2 separate regions of the Gossypium hirsutum genome follow, and region 1 is linked to region 2. Evidence: chromatin contacts called from public Hi-C data. All regions are on one chromosome and are shown on one strand. The core of a region is the stretch at or near the end of the contact, and the rest is flanking DNA. Distances in the headings are between cores, read along the strand shown.

The links. A called contact is a pair of places that touch in the nucleus more often than the background predicts.
Region 1: a Hi-C map of leaf shows a contact between it and region 2, with 1.6 times the contacts expected there. The contact joins the promoter of LOC107948978 here to the promoter of LOC107898968 in region 2. A contact is called at or near these places in 3 of 34 Hi-C or Micro-C datasets (hypocotyl and leaf).

The regions. Positions count from the first base shown.
Region 1 is chrA04:81,844,625-81,847,770 of Gossypium_hirsutum_v2.1, forward strand. LOC107948978 reads right to left here and starts at 1,894. Exons shown (of 3, transcript XM_016883662.2): 1 at 1,040-1,894; 2 at 16-145. The coding sequence starts at 1,722. The coding sequence ends at 1,189.
Region 2 is chrA04:81,685,104-81,688,381 of Gossypium_hirsutum_v2.1, forward strand. LOC107898968 (O-acyltransferase WSD1) reads left to right here and starts at 2,029. Exons shown (of 5, transcript XM_041111511.1): 1 at 2,029-2,371; 2 at 2,457-3,041. The coding sequence starts at 2,141.

The DNA of each region.
Region 1 (3,146 bases), core at 644-3,143, 160 kb after region 2:
GGAAAAAAATCATACCTACACTCCCACATCTCAATATACTTTTTGTGGAATGTTGGCTAATATTCCTCGAGTCTCCTCCACAAGTCGATTTGTATAGGTCATCGAGCTCTTGAGGTGGCGACAGAATACGTTGCATACACTTGAACTAGAATGAAAAAGAAAAACAGTAATGATTTTGTGGAATAAATTTTACCATATTACGAGTGAGAATTTAAGAGAGTTCCACTCGGGAATGTAAAAAATGATAGTCGATACCATGCCCACAATTGAAGAAACATGTAATTGTTGGTTTTAGTTTTATTCGATATTGTTGCTCGATACATTTCTTAGTACAATGTCACCAACATTACTGATCCTCAATTAAGTCGTCTCGATTCTTTCATGTCAACTAGAAGTAGTAGCCACCTTAAATGTACTAAATTGCGAGATAAAGCATTAGCAAACCCCCAATCAACCACTCTTGAAACCTCAATAGTTTGAAAGTTGTTCTCCAGCCATCTCATCTTGATCCAACTAATCCTAAATTTGTACTCCAATAGACACTACTAATAGACCCCATATCCACATCCCCATCAATTTCAACCTAATTTCTCAAATAATTTCTTTTTCAACATATTAACGAACTCTGTACACTAAACTAGATCATCTTTTCAACATTTTCATTTATTACCCCAAATTTTATGTATAATTGATTAAAAAAAACTAACTATTAAAGTAAATTAAAGGTTTAAGATTTTGAAGTTGAGGATTTTCCTCAATTATTTAATTATTTTTACTTGGTAAATAAAAATTGAGGTAGAAATTTTTATTAAAATGTGAATGAAAGTACTATAATATGATTAGATTATTATTTTATCGGGAATGTAAATTATTCACTAACATGAAACATCTAATTTCCAAATTAGTATTCTGTCAAGTAGATATGCAGGAACCCCAAATCAATGGAGTGTCACCTTGGATATTAAAAACCAAAATCAGTTTGTATTTACGATTAACAATGCTTCTAAATGACAGCAACACCAAATTAAAACAAACATACATTAACCTTAATAGCGGCTACGCCTTGCCTATCTTGGTGAAGTCCTACTACTCCCACTCTGCGCCTCTGTTTTCTCCTTATCTCCTTCACTTTCCGGTTCATTGTTAACCTCCTCCACCATCTTCTTCACATCGCTACCTATCCCATCGCTAAAGTTCCTCTCTTTTGCTCACCAAGCCGCTATTCTTCGCCACTCGCTCAAAATCATCGCCCAGTTTCCGCACCGCACCGTTCCTCAATACCCTCTTCTTTTTTCTCTTCGCCACCGTTACTTCATCATCATCGCCTTTGTTTTCATCCTCGGTGTCGTCGTCATCGTTAAGATCCAAGAACCTCCTCCTTTTAACCGCCACGGGAGCAGGAGGGGGAGATACGTCTTCGTCATCTTCATCGTCCCTTAAGCTTTTCTTAAGGTTAAGACCCCTGTCGGGGGTGTCCTTGAGGAGCTTCTTGCGCTGAGCTTTAAGCCTTTTGACGTTGCCTTCTATGCGACCTTGGAGGCGAAGGCGCTTGAAACTGAGACCACCCATGGACCAATGGGCTTCATCGGCCCATGAGAGCAGCGGATCAAGGACTGGAACAGGAGGATCCACGCGTCCGGGGTTGAACTTGGTGTCGGTGTAGATGCGAGGCCGTGGAAGACTGCTTCCGTAGAACTTGCCAGGACCGAGAGAAACCACCATTGTTTGACGCTTAGTAGTAGTCTGAGACCCTTTCGGGAATTTCGATAAACAGTTTAGTGAGATCGAAGAAAGCGGGGTTTGGATGGTGTGTGTGACAGAGGTGTGGTGGGCTTTTGTATTTGAAGCTTTAGAGGGGAGTTTAAGGTAAGCGTGGCGGGTGAATTTAGCGGGAAAGCTATGGTTTGGAGATTGGCGCCCAAATTTGGCGCCATCCTTGGCTGGCAATCAAGGTGTTTGGGGCTTTTGGCGGGTAATGATCTACAATGCTAAAATGGAAATAAATATTTCACGTCTCAATTACTTGTAGAGATAAGTAAAAGACAAACCTTTTGTCTCAACATTTTTCATTTCTCCATTTCAACTTTTGTTCAATTTAGTATGAATTTTCGTGTTGTTGTAAAAAAAAAAAGTATTTTTGATAAATGAATTTATAACCTATTAAAGTAAAAAAAATTATTTAAATAATCATTAAATTCATTAATATTATAAAATTTCAATAAAAATATAAAATAATTATTTATAATTCGTTATTAATATTTTGATATATAAAATATAATATTTGAATATTTTTAAGCAATTAGCATTAATTATTTGTAAAATTTAATTTGAATATGTAAATAATATTTTAAATATTAAAATATAATCATTACAAATTTATATATATGATTTATATATTTAGAATAAATTTCAATAGAAAAATAATTTTATATCCAATTTAAATATCACGTAAAATTATAAATAAGAAATTATAAATAAGAATTAAAAATGTTTGACTTTAAAAATACTTTTCCCATTTTTCCAAATGCAAGAAATTAGAAAAAGTGCTTTTGCATTTGGGTTCAAAAGCACTTTTTAGCGCCCATTAGTCTAAGTTTAAATGGACCAATAATAAAGAGAGACTTGCTAATGCCAACTTTAAAGCATTTTATGATATCTTTTGTGGCATTGATCAACAAGAATTTAAGAGGATCTCTAAGTGCATTATTGTTAAAGAGGCATGAGACATTTGAAACAGCCCATAAATGTATTAGTACACTTAAACAATTCAAGATGCAAATGTTAACCACCAAATTCAAAACTCTAAAAATACAACATCCGGAAACCATCAATGAAATCTATATTATCCTATGTGATTTTCCTAATCAAACATTTACTCTTGGACAATAATACTCCGGCTCTAAGTTAGTTAGAAAAGTCAATGGGGCAAAATTAAAGGTGAAAGGAGTATCACATTACAAGTAACACATGAAGTGATTGTTGGAAAAAAAATATAAACGCCATATATATAATAAGAATAATTACATGCTATTATTTACTATCATAAAATATTAATTTAAATTAAAAGTGATCTAATTTAGCTAAAGTTTATTGGGCTTCAATTATTAAATAAAGTAATACATGTAGACAATCTAGTAACTAATTTC
Region 2 (3,278 bases), core at 779-3,278:
TTGTTCAATGATGCAAACTTCTCAAATGAGTAAGGCTTTCTTATACTCATCCAGCTTATTCTATACTACCTACATTTGAGGAAAGTAGCATAGAAATTTGTGCTTGTTTAAGTAGTGTAATGTTCCTTTTTTACTACAATTTGCTTTCAAGGAAAATTATCAATGATGAATGCAGTAGTTATATAACCCTTTTAAATGGCATATGATTAATATAGTAATTCGATTCTTGAAATGCATATGCTTGACTTCCTTGATTTATTTATTCTTCTCTTGATATTAAGACCCAGATTCGACCACACTTGGTTGTTTGTTTTATTGCAGCTCCACCTTTACTTAGTTGCAAGTCATTAACAAACTCAGTCCATTAAATGTGTGTTTTTAAATTTAACAAGATTAAGAAACTTGCTACAAATTCTTCTTTCTCGCGGTCTCAGTGTTTATCCTCTCCTGTATTGATATATAAAGAAAAGATTCTATTGTAATTGTATCAAATAATAATATAAAGATGTATATATAATTATTAAAAAATAAATAAAAATTATAAATTATAAATATTGAGAGGTGTTGGATGTCGAACTCTCAACAGAAAGTATTGTTCCACTCAAGAGAACACCTCGATTCACAGTTGATGTAGATACAACCTAAGTGTACTTTTACATAACCTCTTTTATGAGCTTGCAAGTTATATGTATACCAACCATCAACTAAGACACCTGGAGTGAAATAATACTTCCCATTAAGAGTCAAAAATCCAATTTCTCTCGACAATAAATACACCTGGACGGAATTGATGAACACCACCTATATTCAACTACCATTTTTACAAATTCACATTAAAGAGCTGAAGGGTTTTATTATTATTAGTATTATTTCTTTCTTTAGCCTTTTATGATGTTTGCAAGTTCACAGCCCAGTAACCTTCTCCACCACAAAATGCGGTACGGAAATATAGTCTCTCCTACCTTCATTACTTCTCTTTACTTTTAAGGGAAACCGATCGCAGGAGCAATAAAAATAAATTCAATAATTAAAATTATTTTGTTATATTTTTATTTATCATAATATTATTTTTAGTTACATTATTATAAAATATGTTTTTTATTTCAAAATGCAATATTAATAAATTTTAATTTTATAATATTAGTAATTAAACCTAAATTTTTAAAATTAAAAATTAAAAAAATCTAAATTTATAAATAATAAAATAATTTATAATATATTTTAATCAAAAAAATAATTGAAGAGACCATCATTGTGTTAAGTATTAAAAGACAACACAAGTTTTAAGTAATATAGAGGATAATCAACGGCAGAAATAGTAAAACAAACCCGAAAGGTGTAAAAACAAAAAGGAACACGCGTCCTAATCCCAGGGCTAGCCGCCCAATTAATGACCCATACTTCTTGGTCAGAATGACCCCCGTTATTTCACCTTTGGTAATAATATTCTAATAGTTACTATGAACAAAAACGTGCTGATTAAAATTTTAATGGTAATTCAATTATTATTGGGTTTTTATTTTTGTTGTTTAATTGTGAAAATTCTAAAAATAAAAAAAATTTAAAATAAAAATAAAAATAGATATTTAAAAGGAAACTATAAGTATCAAACTATTACAAATGAATTATCAAAGTAATTATAAAATCAAATCAAATCATTATAATATAAATAAATTAAGAATTGATACAATTCAGACTAAAGTCAACAAACTAAACTAAAATCTAAATACATGTTAAAATTTTGACACCATATAATTATGCACAATAAATCTTAAACTTAAATGCTAAAAACCCATAAAAATCATTTAAGAATTGACCCAATACCACATTAACAAATAATAATATTTCTAAGTTCGGTAGACGAGCTGATTAGCCTCTTTATGTCAATGTTGTTGCATCAATAAATTTAGGCCCCCTATATGGATGAAGACAGAGAATTGACAATTGATGATGAACACCTACCACAAGTAATAATAAAAGCTGAGAAGGAAATTATTGAACAACCCAACATTTTATACCTATCTCACATGCTTCAGTCTCATGATAATTGGGATCTACAATAAATGTACTACATAAATAGGGCAACCCAAACCCTGAGACCCTCATCAACTCAAGTTAGATATTAGAATCGAGAATCATAATGAACATTGGAAGTGAAGCTCAATATAGAAACATGGTGAAAGAGTTGAATGTAGATGAAGGTGAGTCTTCAGAGCCAGTTAGTCCCACTGGTCAGTATTTCAACAGCTCAGTGCTGTCCATTTGTGTTCTTGCTGTTTTGGACTCCGATATCCCTATCGATGATTCCCCAGCCTTGGCTTTGCTTAAAGATGTCTTCCTTCCCATTAATCCTCGCTTCTGTTCCCTCATGGTATATATATATGTCTTACACTTTATTTTCTCTTTCTCAATCATCTTTCAATGGTGCTAACTATTAAAGTGATGCTGAGAGACAGGTTAAAGATGAAAATGGAGTAAAGCAGTGGAAAAAGGTAGAAGTAAAGCTAGAAGATCATGTAAACATCCCTAATTTTCCACCAGGGTTATCACCAGCATCTTATGACAACCATCTAAGCAACTATCTGTCCAAAATAGCAATGGAACAACTCCCACATAACAGGCCACTATGGAACATTCATATCATCAAGTACCCAACTAGCAATGCAGCTGGTAATCTAATATTCAAGCTCCATCACTCACTGGGTGACGGCTTTTCTCTCATGGGTGCTCTTCTTTCTTGTCTACAAAGAGCGGACAACCCTTCGGTTCCATTGACATTCCCTTCACTTACTTCAGCCCCCACAACCACAAGTCTTTCTCTCAAGACCAACTGCATCTTCAAGAACATTCCTAATGTCTTATGGTCAGCTTTCAACACCGTATCAGATTTTGGGTGGAGCCTGTTGAAAAGCAGCTATGTTGAAGATGATATTAGTTTGATAAGATCCGGGGGTCCTGGAGTAGAGTTCAAGCCAATTGTAGTTTCAACAATGACATTTTCACTTGATCACATCAAACAAATCAAGACCAAGCTTGGAGTGGTATGCTATTTTTTGGTACTAAAATTTATGTCACTTGCACATTAAATAACCCATTAGTTGTTTTCATTCAATCTGCCTTACAATTATGCATTTAATTGAAAAGACTTATATTTTAATAAATAATAGTAATATATTGTTAATGAATTAGATAACAAAATTTTAATTCAAAAATTCAAATCAGGTAAAGTTTATATATAATTTTAATAATTTTTCACATAAATAATTAAATATAAATAC